Linked DNA regions of Columba livia: region 2 is linked to region 1. Evidence: chromatin contacts called from public Hi-C data. All regions are on one chromosome and are shown on one strand. The core of a region is the stretch at or near the end of the contact, and the rest is flanking DNA. Distances in the headings are between cores, read along the strand shown. Region 1 overlaps LOC110355917 (a long non-coding RNA gene). Region 2 holds the start of MYLK2 (myosin light chain kinase 2).

Evidence for each region. A called contact is a pair of places that touch in the nucleus more often than the background predicts.
Region 2: a contact with region 1 is called in a Hi-C map of liver, with 2.3 times the contacts expected there. The contact joins the promoter of MYLK2 here to the enhancer-like site in region 1. A contact is called at or near these places in 2 of 2 Hi-C or Micro-C datasets (crop and liver).

What each region holds. Positions count from the first base shown.
Region 1 is chr16:5,882,396-5,890,050 of bColLiv1.pat.W.v2, reverse strand. LOC110355917 (a long non-coding RNA gene) reads left to right here. Exons shown (of 3, transcript XR_010466566.1): 3 at 1-458. Among named protein-coding and RNA genes, the nearest start is that of NOL4L, 12 kb to the left of the region's middle. Within about 2 kb of position 5,065, at least 2 of the 3 cell types and tissues checked have an H3K27ac peak away from gene starts, as active enhancers do.
Region 2 is chr16:6,084,966-6,092,238 of bColLiv1.pat.W.v2, reverse strand. It overlaps MYLK2 (myosin light chain kinase 2), which reads left to right and starts at 2,436. Exons shown (of 12, transcript XM_065032112.1): 1 at 2,436-2,585; 2 at 3,521-5,030; 3 at 5,138-5,466; 4 at 6,297-6,402; 5 at 6,620-6,713; 6 at 6,886-6,995; 7 at 7,105-7,246. The coding sequence starts at 3,577.

The DNA of each region.
Region 1 (7,655 bases), core at 3,816-6,315:
AATCCAAGTGGAGCTGTGACCACGATGAGCACAGACCTCTGCATCGCTGGAAGGACCCTCTGCTGGGGCAGAAGCCCAGGTAAGCTGTGCAGGACAAGGCTGCCCCTCACTTTTCCTGTTATCTGTAACACTAGCAATAAATAAGATTTTCATACAGCACATCTACAGAGCACCCCACAAGTGCTGGTGGGAGCAGAGCGGTCCCAAGCCTGTGCTGGAGGTGGGTGGCAGGTGGGGGCTGGGCTGGGTGATGGGACTGTCCGGCAGACACAGCTGGCTCTTTAAATGAGGAAGGAGGATGGCACAGAGACCTGAGAGCTGTGGGCTGTTCCCAGGTCCTGTTTGATCCTTATCATCCCTACATTTTTGTGTATGATTCAATAAACTCCTTTGCTTGCACAACTGACTTGATCTCATGGCATGACTCAGGTGCAAATGATCTATTCACATATCACTAGTGATAGAGTTGAGCCCCATGGCTACAAAACCTTCAAGAGATCTTCATTTTTATTTGGTCGGCCTGGAGGGCAGAGCCAAGGCTTCTCTCTCCCTGGGGCGCTGCAAAGGGGCCCCCAGGCTGGTGTCTGCTGGAGTCTGGGGGTTCCTGGAGCCCCTTTTCCCTCAGGAGCTCATCACATCCAGCCCCCAAGGAAGCTCTGGGACTCACCTGAGGTGAGCTGGGTGCTCGAGGGGTGCGCATCTGTTCCATGGATCTGGCTGTGGGGAACTGTGGGTGCTTAGCACCTCTGAAAGCCCAGCCCTTGGGGTGCCCAGCCTGCTGGGAGGTATCTGGCTTCTGGGTGCCTGTGTTTGGAGGTGACTTGCCTGAAAACACATGGAGTGTCCATGAGCTCCAGGTCTTTGGGTACGTGTCCAGGCAGGATTGCTGTAGCAGGCAGAAATACAAGGCCACTTTCTGCTCACAGGAGGGTCCCATGTCTGCGGTGTCCTGGAGCTGTGGGGAAGCTTCTCCTCTGGCCCCAGGTCTGCGGGGACTCCAGGGGACATACTGTCTGCAGCTCCCACTCCGCTGTGTAACTCTGGGGGAAGGGTAGGAGGACACGTGCTGTCCTGTGGCAGGGTGCACGGTGTCACCTCCAGCCAGTGCTCCAGTGCTGGTCCAGCGGTGACTCCCATGTCCCTAGCCCAGCCCTTATGGGAAGAAGGGCTCTTGGGGACAGCTTTGGTTTCCTTGCTCCCCAGGTCTGCAGGCAGGGAGGGGGCGAGTGAGTCACTGCAAAGCCACGGCTGAAATGCGGAGCCATGCCTGGCAGCCTGGGGAGCAGGGCAGCAGGAGCGGGTGCAGTGCTCCCCAAGGCTGGGAGCTCTAGGTGGGGGCTGGTGTGGGGAGGCAGCCTCGCCATCTCCCTACCTCCTGGGCTTGTCCCATTTCCAGCGTGTCTTGGCACCATATGGCGCTTGCTTTATTTGTTCTGCTGTGACTTGGGAAGGAGGGCAGTGTCTCATTGTCTGGCAGAGGAGGTGGGACGCAGGCACAGGAACATGCCCGTGTCCCGCGGGATCGCCGCCTGCGCCAGGCGCTCTGCACCTCGCTGCTCGGTGTCCTCGGCCCTGCGCAGCCCCTTGCTCCGGGGGGGCTTCCCCGGGGAGCCGCTGCCGGGGATTCACCCACGCGCGTGGTCCCGGCGCAGAACCCGCACGGCGTGTGCGGGAGCGTCCCGATGCGGGGCACGACCGACCCGCCACGGGGCTCTGCCTGGTGGGAGGAGAACGTGGCAGCGCCGTGACTGACTCATCAGAGCACAGGCAGCAATTCTGCGACAGCGATGCCGGGCTTGCCCAGCACCAAAAAGTGACAGCACGCTCCACCCACCCGGGCTTGCGGGGAGCAGCAGCCTTGTCCGCATGCCCGCTGTCTCGGGGAGCCGCTATCCCGCGCGCATCTCCGCGTCCTGCTCTACGGCATCCCAAATCTCAGCCCACAGCCTCTCCTGCCGCCCCCGCGCTCCCTCCGGCCCTGCCTTTCCCTTCCCTTCCCTTCCCTTCCCTGTGCTGCTCAGGGCTCAGCTCGCCCCCACCGAGCTGAAGCGATGGGGGGAGGAAGGCTGCCTGGGAGGCTCAGAGGCCCAGCACTGCCAGATTTGCATATTTTTTACTGGCCCCTAAACAAGACATTTCTCAGGGGAAGTGAATGCATCGTCTTCCGTCCCCGAGGATGCTGCGTGCTGGGACAGCGGCTGCCGCTGCTGGAGGGGCCGCGGTGCCGGCCCCCCCGCGGGCTCCCCGCAGGCACGGCCCCGGTCTGCGCACCCGCGGGAAAAGCTTTTTTTCTTGGTGGTTTCAAAATTTACGGGCTTTAATTCTACTGACCTGGGACCAGGTCCCGTCCCTCTTCGCTTGCAGCGGGAGTCCTGGAGGTGCCCAGGCTGCAGCCGCCTGCACAAACCTGCACGTTTTTATTTTTTTCACTAGAATTTCCAGCATGTCCCTCCTCTCGTGTATAATTTAGTCGCATGAAAAGAAGCCGTGCGAGGAAGAGAGAGGATGGGGAAACTTGCAAAGTCAGCCATGGAGAGGGAATCTGTGTCAGAAAGCATTACAAAGGGAGCTGGGGGATTGGCTCCAGTTGCTTCCAGTTGCTGTTTGTTTGTGCCAACCCCTTAGGAGATTGCCCAGCGCAACGCGCCGCTCGCTCTCTCCCTGCGTCCCTCTCTCTCCTTTTATTGCACTGCAGACTCCGGCTGGGACAGCCCATCGCTGTTGCTATGGCTGCACTATGCGGGGAGGGCTCGGACGGAGCATCCCCGCCGGGGAGCGTCTCCCTCCCGGGCTCCCGGGACCGGCGGAGCCCCGCGCCGCCCGGGAACCGCTCCGGCTCCTGTCCGGCAAAAGCTGCAGAGTGGATTTTATACCCGTGAGATTAGCCAGGGCTGCGCAGGCCACTGCCAGCGCCCGCAGCAGCAGCAGCAGCAGCAGGAGGAGGAGGAGGAGAGCAGGGCAGCTCGGGCTGGGCGGCAGCCAGCGGCTCCGGGGAGGGCCGGGAGGGGCGGCGGGCAGGTAGGGCGGGCAGCGCCGGGAGCGGCGGCGGGAGGTGCCCGGGAGGAGTCGGGGGGGCCGGTGCTGCCGCCCGTCCCCGGGGAGCGGGGGGGCCCCGGCGGAGCGCAGCGCAGCTGATCCCGGCCGCGGCTCGCAGCTGATCCGCCGCCCGCCCACCCCGCCAGCTGCCGCAGCGGGGGCAGCTGGGGCCGGCGTGGAGCCGTGGTCCCGTGTGTCCCCGGTCCCGCGTGTCCGCGCCGGCACCGCGCACCGCGGCCCGGCCGAGCGCGGTGGCCCCGGGACGCGGGGCGGGGGGGCCGGGGACGAGCGTGTCCCCGCCGCGGGGAGGGAAGAAGGGGCAGCGTGGCGGGTGTGTGGCCGCGCACGGGCAGGACGGGGACCCTGGAGCTCCGGGCTGGCGGGAAGCGCTCGGTCCGTGCTCGGTGCCGGGGGGGCGGGAGCGAGGGCGGGCGGCACCGGCCGCCTCCTCCCCGCAGCCGGGACCGGGAGCGCCGCAGCGCGGGGCCGGAGCCCAGCGGGGAGCGGCGGGGGGGCGGGACGGGGGCGGCTCCTCCCCGGCGGGGGCGCCGGGGAGGGGGTGAGAGGGGAGCCCTGCTCGGCAGGCAGCTGCCCACAGCTCTGCCAGCTGCACGGTTCCGGGGCCGCTGCTTTGCCAGGCTGTGCCTGTCTGCAAAGGCTCTGCTCGGCTGCGAGCTCTCTGTGGAGCAAGGCTGCACCTCCCGTACCGGCCCTGCTGCAGGAGGGGCTGGGGAGAAGCTCCAGGCTGCAGGGACGGTTCATCTCCTGAGCTGTGACACCAGGAGGGAGGGCGGCAGCAGCAGACCAAGCCCTGTCCCATGGAGACTCTGTACACCCCAGCTCTTGCCGTGGGAGTCATCCACACCGCACACCCACGGCTGCCGGGCTATGACATGCCCTGCTGGGGCTGCTGAACTGTGGCACTTGCCCTGCCATGGGGACCCTGTGCCCACCGAGTCCTCCTCTGCGTCTGCACCCAGGGATACGTGGGTAATGGGTCTGCCAGGGCCAGCAGCTGGGCCGGGGGCAGCGTGCAGCTCCTGCACGCCCCAGGGCTCAGCTCACCCGCTGCGCTGGATGGGGTCAAGGCAACACTGGGACCATCACTTGCACTGGGCCCCGGCAGCCCCGCCGTGCCAGAGCGAATGTCACGGCCTCAGCGGTGCCACTGGGCCCCAGTGCTCCCGGCTGCCTGGCAGCACCCGCTGTGCAGGCACAGGGCCTCCCGCACTCCTGATTACCATCTTGTTTGGAGCGGCTGCAGCGGCTGTAATTTGATGCTCTCAAAGTTGGTGTTTACAAGGGACAAGGCAGCCATCAGAGGGCTCTTCTTGTTCTCTCCTCTCTCTGCGGCGTGGGGCTGCTCCATGTGCCAAGCAGTGCCCGGGTTACACTGAGCATCTTTCAGAAACACCTTATGGGATCAGCATCTCTGGAGCTGCCACGCTGCCTGGGCAGTGGGGTTGGGGACTCCACACCAGGGTGTTTGGTGGGGCAGTGGGTGCAGACCCTCCAGCACAGTCGGCTGCTTGGGGCCAGCCCGCTCTCAGTGCCTGCAGCAGCCATGTGCAGTCGGGCAGGAGGTGCAGGGAGGCAGCGAACTGGCAGCCCCAGGGGACTCATCAGCTCCCTGTTGACAAATCCTGTCACTCGCGAGCAAGCGGAGCGGGACGGAGCTCGGCACAAGGCTTCCCAGCGCCGCTCTGGCCCCATGACCACCGTGTCCTTGCTGGGACGCACCAGCGTAGAGGTTGCTGCTTGGACCCCACAAGGTCCTCATCTCCCCAGGCGGTGGGTGGGCTCTGAACTGCCCCCCACCAGAGCCCCAGCACCCCCAGGCTGCCCACAGCCCCACCCCACAGGGCTCATCTACAGAGCTGGAGAAGGTGCCACTGGCATCTGTGCCTTCATGTTTTCACCAGGGCTGAAAAGCACACCAGTCACCACGCTCAAACCCCGGTTCCTGTGCGGGTGCCCCAGTGAGGTCTGGGGACTTTGGCACCGCTCCTGCAGCTCAGCGTGACATGGGCTGTGCCTGCCGAACAGATGGCAGCAGCGCAGCCAGCGCTGCCGCAGCCGGTTTGGTGGCAGGGGGTACCTGCTGCCCTCTGGCCGGGCTGTCACGCCGGGAGCGGGGAGCTGTGCCCCAGCCCTCCCGAGGGGCCCTGGGGAGGGTTGTTTGCAGAATGGCAGCTACAAGGGCAGACTCTGCTCCAGGCAGCTCTGGGGTAGCAGCGCAGGGATCAGCAGCAATAAAAGCTCTGTGAGCCCTTTGTGCTGTGCCGTGTTTAGGCAATGCTGTCTATCACAGGGCAGCAGATCCTCCATTTGGTGTGGTTGGGTTTTTTTTGTGTGCCCCTGGCTCATGGGAGCCCTGCTGGGAGGGAAGTGATAGACAAAAGCCAAACCAGCTGCAGGAGGGAGAAACATTTCTGGGTGAGCCCTTGGGTGGGAGGGATTGGGAACTCCTGGAAGCTGGGCTGGGGCAGGCTGGAAAGCAGGCTGGAAACCGGGCACCTCATGGCAGGAACCTCCTTGGGAGGGGATGCGGCTGGAGCTGGAGGCAGAGCAGGAGCACACAGCAGGCAGGGAGGCCATGGTGAGTGAGCCGCAGTTATTCACAGCACTGTTATTACAGCCACCCGTTTCTGACACCCTCGGTGAGGTGGGAGCAGGATGTGCTCCAAGAAAATGTGATTGCTGGGTCCTGCCACTTGGCCTGGTGCTCACTGTGCGGTGCAGATGGAGCTGGCAGCACCTCGGCCATGCTGCCTGGAGGGTGATGAGGTGGCAGAGGGGAAGGCAGGACTCGTCCTCTGCGGGAGGGGCTGGGCAGGGGGACAGAGCTGACGCCAGGAGGGATGGTGATGGGGAGAGGAGCGGCAGCCCCTGGGCTGGCTGCAGTCTCTGACCTCCCTGCTGCAGCCCTGCCCCAGCCAGGAGGGCTTTTTCCTCCTTCCCCGGGGTGCAAGGAGCAACGGGCTTGTCACCTGCAAGGGACAGACATGCCACACACAAGCTGCTCCTGTTGGTGCTGCTGTGCTTGGATCCATGCGTCCAGCAACCCTCCAAGTCCTGTGCGGTGTCTGGGCTTGGCCTGGCTTTTCCCTCTGATCTTTCTGCTTCTGGCTGTAAGGTTGGTTTCTAGGCAGAGCCTTAAAAATGACATGCATACAAGTACTAAAAAAAGCATAATTTTATTCAATAACTGCATTGTGTGCTCAGAATTCACTTATATGTGAGATGGATCAAGTAGAAAAGCTGGTGAGAAGGCGTGTGCTCCCCCTCTCTGTAACCTGCTCCATCAGCTCTGCCCGCAGCTGGGGTGGGGGCGGCTCTGGCTCCAGCCCTGTGGCCTCATGTCCCTTGTGTCCCTCCCAGGCAGCAGGACCTCGGCTGCGCCAGCCTGTGGGGCTGTGCCTGACCCCAGGTGTCCCTGGCTCTGCACTGAGGATGGCGGTGAAGGGTCCAGCATCCGCAGGCATCCAGCCACCCCCTCGTCCCGTGTTCTGTCCTTGCTACACCCTCAGCTCCAGCCTTGCAGGGGCCACTTGCAGACGGGGCCCTGGGCACCCCTCAGTGTCCCACACACCCCACTTTTGTGTGTGTGTATGTATGTATATGTATATATATATATATATATGTATATTTACAGCCAGTTCCTCAGTAGTGGAAACTAAAAATACCCACCTGGCTGGGTAACCAGCTGCTGTGAGGTGGCCTCCAGCAAGGCTATGTTTCTCCCTATTATTGTTTTTAACCTGCTCTTAGCAAAGCCAACCCAAATGATGAGCCACCCCGATGTGGCACATCGTGGGGTGCTTGGGGTGGGACAGGACCCGCTCAGGCACCATCTCCAGGCGATAGCATGAAATAAGGACAGTTGGTTTTCATTTTTATTGCATTTTGAATAAATGTGGACCGCGAATAGGGGGTGTGCTGCCGTGACACGGCTCCAGCCCCCAGCCCAGGGGCTGCGCTGGGGGCGGTGGGGCAGGACCGGGTGCTCCCGGGGCCCAGGCTGGGAAAGCACTTGTGGGGGCTGTGGGGGAGATGGTGCTGTTGTCTGCCGGGGGGAGGGATTGGGGGACGGGGGGCGGACTGGGGAGGGGTGGAGGGAGAAGGATGCTCGGAGGGAAGGGGGCGGCCGGTGGAGGGGGGGCAGGGATGCCCGGGGGATGCAGGGAGGGATCGGAGGGCGGGAAGGGGAGGGGAGGGATGCGGGAGCGATGCCCGGAGGATGGAGGGCGCAGGGCGGGGAGCCCGGGGGGTGGGAACGGGATGGGGGCGGGGGTGCTGCGGAGCTGCGCGGTGCTCTGGCGCCCTCTGCTGGTCCGCGCTGCGCACCGCGGCGGGGGTGCGGGGGCAGCGCCCGGTCACCGCGCTGCCGTGAGTTTGCGGGGGCTCAGCAGCGATGTGAGGCGTAGAGGAAAATGAGGGTCCTGCCGGGGGACCTCCGCCCCCAAACCCTGCCCCGCGGGGCTCCGGAGCCGGAAAGATGGAGCTGCCCCAGCTGGTGGTGCCCGGGGAGCGCTGTCTGCACCCCCCACCCGCAGTAGGGACAGCCCCGAGCCCCAGGGACAGTGGCTCTCGCCAGCCCCGGGATGCTGTGGAGCAGG
Region 2 (7,273 bases), core at 1,187-3,686, 200 kb before region 1:
CTGGAGCTGCCATGACACAATGGCAGCTCGGTGGGACAGTCCTGGGTGCTGATGGCAGCAGTTGAGCTGCCACATCGGTCAGTCCCCACCAAGACCGGCAGCCCGGCTGGCCTGTGTGACAGCGGCGGGGCCAGGATTCAGGTGGGGATGTTGTTCTTGCCTGCGCTGCTGCTGCTCGATTTAGCTGGGGTGTTGGGTTTCCTGGAGAACGGGCAGGGTCTGGCTGCACATGGAGCCTCCCCAGCCGTGAAAAGCAGAAAGGTTAAAGTGTGCTGAGAGTTGTGACAACCGTGTCGCCAGGGAGCCGGCGTGCCTGAGGCTTTGCCAGAGCCCCGGGACAGGCTGTTTCCCACTGCAGCCAATGCAGACTCTGGCTTCAGTTCCTGAATGGGGAGGAGGAAAAAAAACAACCTGAGAAGCCTTGGTGGTGGTTGGTTTGCTGTGTGCTCTGCAGAGACCCAGGGCACAATGCTGCTTGTTGGGGTGTGGGTTTTATGACTGAGGCATCTACAATCCTGGTGTGCAGCAGCTATTGCCCTTTGACACTAAATCTTTCCCCAAGGGGAAAGTTTTCAGCTTGTTTCTCTTTGCCCACAAGTGAATCTTGTCTTGTAACAGTGCCAAACCATGGGCCACTCATCCTTCTCCTGCAGTTCCTTTAGAGAACCACTCCCATGGCTCTGCAGTGTCTGCTCTGAGCTTTGCTCCCTCACATCGTCCCAAGGCCTGGACACCAACCCTGTCTCTCAGGTGACGTGTGACATTGCCAGTGCCCCCAAAGGGCTGGGGAGCTCCCAGCAGCTGTTCCAGCTCTCCTGGGAGGGTTTTATCCCACCTCCCACTGCACCCACTGGCCCCTGGAGGGGCCACGGCTGCTCCCCTCCCTGGCATGTGTCTGTGCTCCTTCCAGCCGGGGTTGTGGAGGGTGCAGAGCCATGGGCTGGCAGAGCGGTGGCAGCATGTGCCTCAAGTGACATTGGTGGCCTCCAGGTGCCTGGCAGCCCTTGGCTGGAGGAGGGGGGGAGGCAATTCCAAGCTGTACCTTGGTGATGACAGTCGGTCAGCAGAGTCCCCACTGCCCCAAGCACGATGTCTCGCCAGTTATTCCTACCGGCATTTCCTGCAGAGGCCAAGCTGGGGGGACTCGCTCGCCATGGGGGCGGTGGCCACGCTGGGGACAGACAGCGCAGGTGTCATGGTACCCGAGAGCCAGAGATGCTCCAACATCTGCAAATACACAACTGCGTTGGCACTGCTGGGTGGAGCCACGTGCCTGCTCCTGTGCAATCCCTCGTGGTTCTCGTCACATTCCAGGTCCGGATCTCAGGCAGAGGGACACGTGCCAGAACAGGGGCACAGCCATGTCCCCATCCTCGTGTATCTTGCTCTCAATGCCACATGTGAGACACGTGGCATTTTCTCGTGCACAGAAGGTGGTGGCTTGCTGGGAGCTGGGGTTTTACAACACGGAGTGGTGCTGTCCCTGCCTGGAGGGTGTTGGGCTCTGCTCCCAAGGAACCAGCACCAGGATGAGAGGAAATGGCCTCAAGTTGCACCAGGGGAGGTTGGGGTTGGATCTTGGGAACAATTTCTTCCCCAAAGGGCTGGAAGAGCTTCCCAGGGCAGTGGTGGAGTCACCATCCCTGGAGGAGTTGAACAGATACGGAGATGAGGTTCTCAGGGACGTGTGTAGTGCCAGGGGTGGGTTAATGGTTGGACTTTGTGATCTTGAGGTTCTTTTCCAGCCAAAGTGATTTTGTGATTCTATGACACTTTTGCATCCTTCTGGGAGCTGCTGCAAGTGACATGTGTGTTGCTCTTGTGTTGGTGGCCTCAGCTCAGCCTTGCAAGTCCCAGGTGGGAGCAGCTGGGCAGGACTTGAGCTCCATGTGCCCATGGGATGGAGAGCTCGGGAACACAGACCTCAGCTCCTCTGTTTCTTTCCCTGATCCCCCAAATGCCTCATTTTGTTGGAAGCGAGTCTTTTGACTGGTTCTGGAGCAGGCTGCAGCTGCTGCTGTGCCTGGCTGCTGGTGGTTCTGTCTCAGACCCCAGCAGTGGTGCCAAGCTGGGGGTGCCCTCAGTGCCACATTGTGCCCCTGCAGAGCTGCTGTCCCCAGGGACTGGCACCAGTGGGCAGAGCCGGCCAGAGTTCAGCAGCACTGGGGGTTGACACTGGCTGCTCTGGGCCGCCATCCCCATGGGGTGACCAGTGGCCACTCTGTGTCACCTGTGGACGCCTTGGAAGCACTTGGACCCTGCCTGGTTGGCCAGGCCACCCCTATGGGATGTTTTTGAGGTGCTGCTGTGGCCAGTGTCCAGTCATGAGGCAGCTCTGTCCCCTGCCCCGTGTCTGCGTGTCCCTGGTCCGTGGGGACAGAGAAGAGTGGCGTGTCCTTTGAATGGGTTCCAGCAGCAACAGGTGCTGGGAAAGGCGAAGCGGGACGGCTCCCGCTGCTGTAAAGGATCCTCCTCTGCCCACACTAATCCGGCTCCGTTACACCCGGGATAGAAGGGGCTGCTCGCTCGGGTGCTGCCACAGTGCAGATGCTGCTGTCCTGACCGCCTGCTGCGCTGGGACACAGGTGAGGGGGCTGGGGGGTCCCCAGGGCGGTCCACGTTGGGCACGACATGGGGGGGGTCCCGGGGAGGGTGGAGCCCCCAGGCCTACGAGGGACTTGTCTGTCCCTGTGGGGTCCACATGCTGAGCTGTGAGACATGGGACTGCTCAGCTGGGAACCAGCTGCTTGCAGCTCCTGTCTCAGTAAGACTGGCGAGTGACTCCCCTCTTACTGGGATGGTCACTGGTGGGTTTAGTCCAGGGCTGGGCTATCCTGGCCTCTGTGCAAGGGGGGTGTTTTTGGACAAGGTGATGGGAGGTGGCTGAGCAGGGACAAGGACTTGTGGAATGGGCAATGAGCTGGAGGGGACATGGTGGCAGATTGTGCTGGCAGCCTGTGTGGGTACATGGGCAGGAGCAGGTCTCCTTGGTGGGGACTGCTTGAGCAGGAGCTGGGGTCACCACTGGGCAGGGGGACTGGCAACACTGGGACTGGGAGTCCCCATGGCCCCTGAGGTCCCCATGGCTCTCAAGCTGCTGGTGCGATTGGCGGTGGGCAGCGGTGGGGCCATGCGGGGATGCTCACCTCGCCTGATCCCCACCACCAGCCTGGGGCTGGAGCTGCCATCTCCTGTCCCACCGTGGGGGGACTTAGTCTTAAATTGTCGCCCTGGCCGTGCTGGCTGTTTGCACGCCAGCCACCCCATGGCAGTGACAGGTGCCGGCGTCAGGCCATCGATCAGTCACCGTGCAGCAGATAGATACATGGGCACCCCAGCTCAGTACCACCAGCCCTGGGAGCTGCTGCCTGCGTGGTGGGGATGTGATTCCTGGTTTCTGGCTGTATAGCAGCAGCTTGTCCCTCTCCTGCATGTGCAGACTTGCTGCCCATGTCCTGCTGTGCTCCTCTGTGGGGCATTGGGTCTGGGGATCCCTCAGCATCTCTCTTCTCCCCCACAGGAGCCTCGCTGACCCGGGAGCCCCGTGGGGCAGCCACCTTGTGCCCCGGAGTCCCCATGGAGCGGGGCGGTGGGGTGGGCAGCATGCCTGGCACTGGGGGGGCTGGTGGCACAGCCTCCCCTGGAGCAGAAGCCAGCACAACCCAGCCGGTCCCAGAAGCTCTGCAGGCTGCCCAGCCCCAGGCGGGGATGGCAGCGCCCACGGAAGGGACAGTGGCGGCTGCCACTGGGGTGCAGGATAAAGGGAAGGACAAGGCTGGGCAGCAGAAGGCTCCAGCAGGTGCTGTGGTGTGGGATGGGGCACAGCCAGAGCCTGGGGAGGCAAAGCCTGTGGGAGCAGCTGGAGGAGGAAAGGTAGAGTCCGCTGGGGAGATAACCCTGACCGCTCCGGAGCCCGGGGATGGAGGGATGGCAGCGGCAGGCAAGGAGGCTCCAGCTGTGCAGCATGGCAGAGGGATGGCAGCATCTGCCGAGGGGAAGGTGCTGGTGGCCGCTGAGGTTCGAGATGGAGGGAAGGATGAGCCCGGGAAGAAGGGTCCAGCTGTAGGAGAGCCCAAAGGAGGACAGGCAGAGCCTGTGGAGGGGAAGGGCCCAGCTGCAGGAGAGGCTCAGGATGGAGGGAAGGACAAGCCCTCGAAGGATCAGGCCCCTGGTGGGTTAAAGGCTGAGGGTGGTGGGAAAGCGGAGCCTGCGGAGGGGAAGGCTCCGGCTGCAGCACAGGCAGAAGGTGAGAAGGCAAAACCCGGGGAGGTGACGGCCTTGGCTGCACAACAGGCTCAGGATGGAGGCAAAGAAGAGCCTGCAAAGGAGAAAACCACAGCTGCTGAAAAAGGTCAGGATGGAGGGAAGAAAGCTGTAAAGGCAGAGAAAACCCCTGCTGATAAAAAGCCTGCAAAGGAGAAGGCTCCAGCTACTGTAAAGGCTCAGAATGGAGAGAATAAAGTAGCAAAGGCAGAAAAAGCCCCAGCTGCAAAAAAGGCACAAGATGGAGGCAAAGAGGAGCCTGCAAAGGAGAAAGGCCCAGCTCCTGCAAAGGAGAAGGCCCCAGCGGCTGCAAAGGCTCAGGATGGAGAGAAGGCAGCAGCAAAGGCAGAGAAAAGCCCAGCTGCAAAGAAGCCTCAAGATGGAAACAAAATAGAGCCTGCAAAGGAGAAAGCCCCATCTGCTGCAAAGGTGCAGGACGGAGGGAAGAAAACTGCAAAGGTGGAAAAAAAAACAGTTGCATCAAAGGCTGAGAATGAAAGCAAAGAAAAGCCTGCAAAGGAGGAAACTCTGGCTGCTGCAAAGGAGAAGGTCCCGCCTCCTGTAAAGGCCCATGATGGAGAGAAGAAAGCTGAAAATGTGGAGACCCCCATAGCTACAGCGGAGGCCACGGCTCCTGTGAAGGCTCAGGGTGAAGGAGACAAAGTGGCAAAGGTGGCGGGGATGCAGAAGCAGCAGCCGGCAAGGGCCTCTGAGCCACCCCGTCCAGCCTTGCTGCAGAGCCTGAGCTGTCCGGCCACCTGCCAAAGGTACCCTGGGATGGGGTCCCCTCTCCTCCCTGCACCCTGAGGAGCCCGGGGTCCCTCTGGGCTCAGGGGGCTGCTGGGCTCTGCTCATCTCCCACTCCTGTCTGCAGGGAGGAGCCCCCCTCACTGGAGACAGCAGCGCTGGAGCCGATACAGGAGGAGACCCCGGCCGTGGAGCCGAGAGAGGGTCTGGCAGAGCCTGGCCCTGCCCTGCCAGCCCTGGGGGATGTGCAGCCCCTGGAGTCCCCTGGCCCCTCGGGGAGCGCTGATGCCCCCCAGGAGAGGACATTGCCCGGTGCCCCGGGGCAGCCCCCCCATCCTGCCGGGGCCACGGAGCAGCCTGGCCCTGGGGGGGAACCCTCCTCGACAGAGGCAGAGCCGCCCCCCAGCCCCTTCCTCACCCCTGATTTTGGGAAGGAAGATCCTTTCGAGATCCTGGGTAAGGCTCTGTGCTCTCTGCCGTGTCCTCGCACTCCGGGACCCTTTGTGGGGTGGCAGACCGGGGTCCCCCATGGCCCTGCCTGTGCTGTCCCCCTACGCTGCTGCCTCAAGCTTTTGGCTTGTCGCCTGCCCGGTGGCCTCCGAGCTCCTGTTTCACTGTAAACAGGGCTAAAACTGTCGCGTCCCCTCCCCAGGCTCCCTCGCTGCAGGCTGGCACCGTCCCCAGGGCTGGGGCTGCCCGCGAGGAAGAGGAGCCGGGGAGTGACAGCCACCGCCTGGCCGGTGGCAGGGGACAGCGTGTCCCCGAGTGCTGCTCCGCTGTCCCTGCGGGGATGGCAGGGCTGGGGCTGCACCCTGCTGGGGGACAGTGGGGGGCCCGGCGGGGCCAGCGCCTGCTCTGGGGACGGGCTGGGTGCGGGGGGCATGTCCTGGGAGGATGGGAAGGACGTGGTGGCACCGAGGGGTGGTGGCCTGGAGAGGGCGAGCGTGACACGCGGGACGGTGGGGAGCGGCGGGCGGGTGTGGGAGCTATGCAGCAAAGTGTGTGCTGTGCAACTGGGTGATACTGCGGGGCAGTGGCAAGGGACTCGGGGGGTTCTGTGCGTCCCCTGCAGCAGGCAGCCGGGAGACGCCCATCTGCAGCTGAGAAACATCGATTTCCAGCTGGGCACTTGGTTCCCGGCAGCACCCCCCAGCCCTGAACTTGCTGGGCTTTGCCACTGGGTTCCAGCCATCGCTGTGCCTTGGGGTAGGGGGTGTGTCCAGCCTGAGGCACCCCGGGGTTCCCAGCCGGGCAGCCCCCCTCTCACCCCTTTCCTCCCTGAGCAGATGACGTCCCCCCGCCACCAGCACCCTTTGCACACCGCATCATCACCCTGCGGTCTACCAGCGTCAGCTCCCAGTATGACCTCAGCTCCAAGGACATCCTGGGGGGGTAAGGTGGGGTCCCGAGAGGGCGTGGGGTGACCGATGTTGCCCTGACACTGCCCTGAGCTGCCATCCAGCCCGGGCAGTGGTCCTGAGTCCCTGGGACCTCTCTCAGGCAAGATGGGTGCAGAGGGGAGTGTGGGGCAGCACCCCAGAGCCATGTGGGGTCCCGAGCAACCAGGGCGGGTGATGGCATTGGCTTCTCTCCCTATTTCCCTCCCCAGAGGCAAGTTTGGGGAAGTCCACACATGTATGGAGAAGCAGACAGGGCTCAAGCTGGCGGCCAAAGTGATCCGGAAACAGGGTGCTAAGGACAAGGTGTGTCCAATGTCAATACGGGGGGCTCCTCCTGGCCGTGGTGCCACCAGCAAGTGGCATGGCCATGGGGGTGGGTGGCAGTGCTGCGCCTGGCGTGTCCCCAGTGCTGTCATGCTGCTTGTCCCTGTGCTGGTGGCTGACACCCTGCACTGCCATGGGGCTCCTTCTACAGGAGATGGTGTTGCTGGAGATCGATGTGATGAACCAGCTGAACCACCGCAACCTCATCCAGCTCTACGATGCCATTGAGACCCCCCGGGAGATCATCCTCTTCATGGAGTTGTGAGTGCCGGGGCAGCGCTGGGGGTCTGCAGGGTGGCCAGGGGGGCTCTGCAGGAGGGGGACACAGGGCAGAGGGCCCCGGGTGACCCCGCAGTCCATCCCCATGCAGTGTGGAAGGCGGAGAGCTCTTTGAACGAATCATCGACGACGACTACCACCTGACAGAAGTAGACTGTATGGTGTTTGTCCGGCAGATCTGCGAGGGCATCCGCTTCATGCACCACATGCGTGTCCTCCACCTTGACCTCAAGGTGCGGGACCAGGTGGTGATGGCAGGG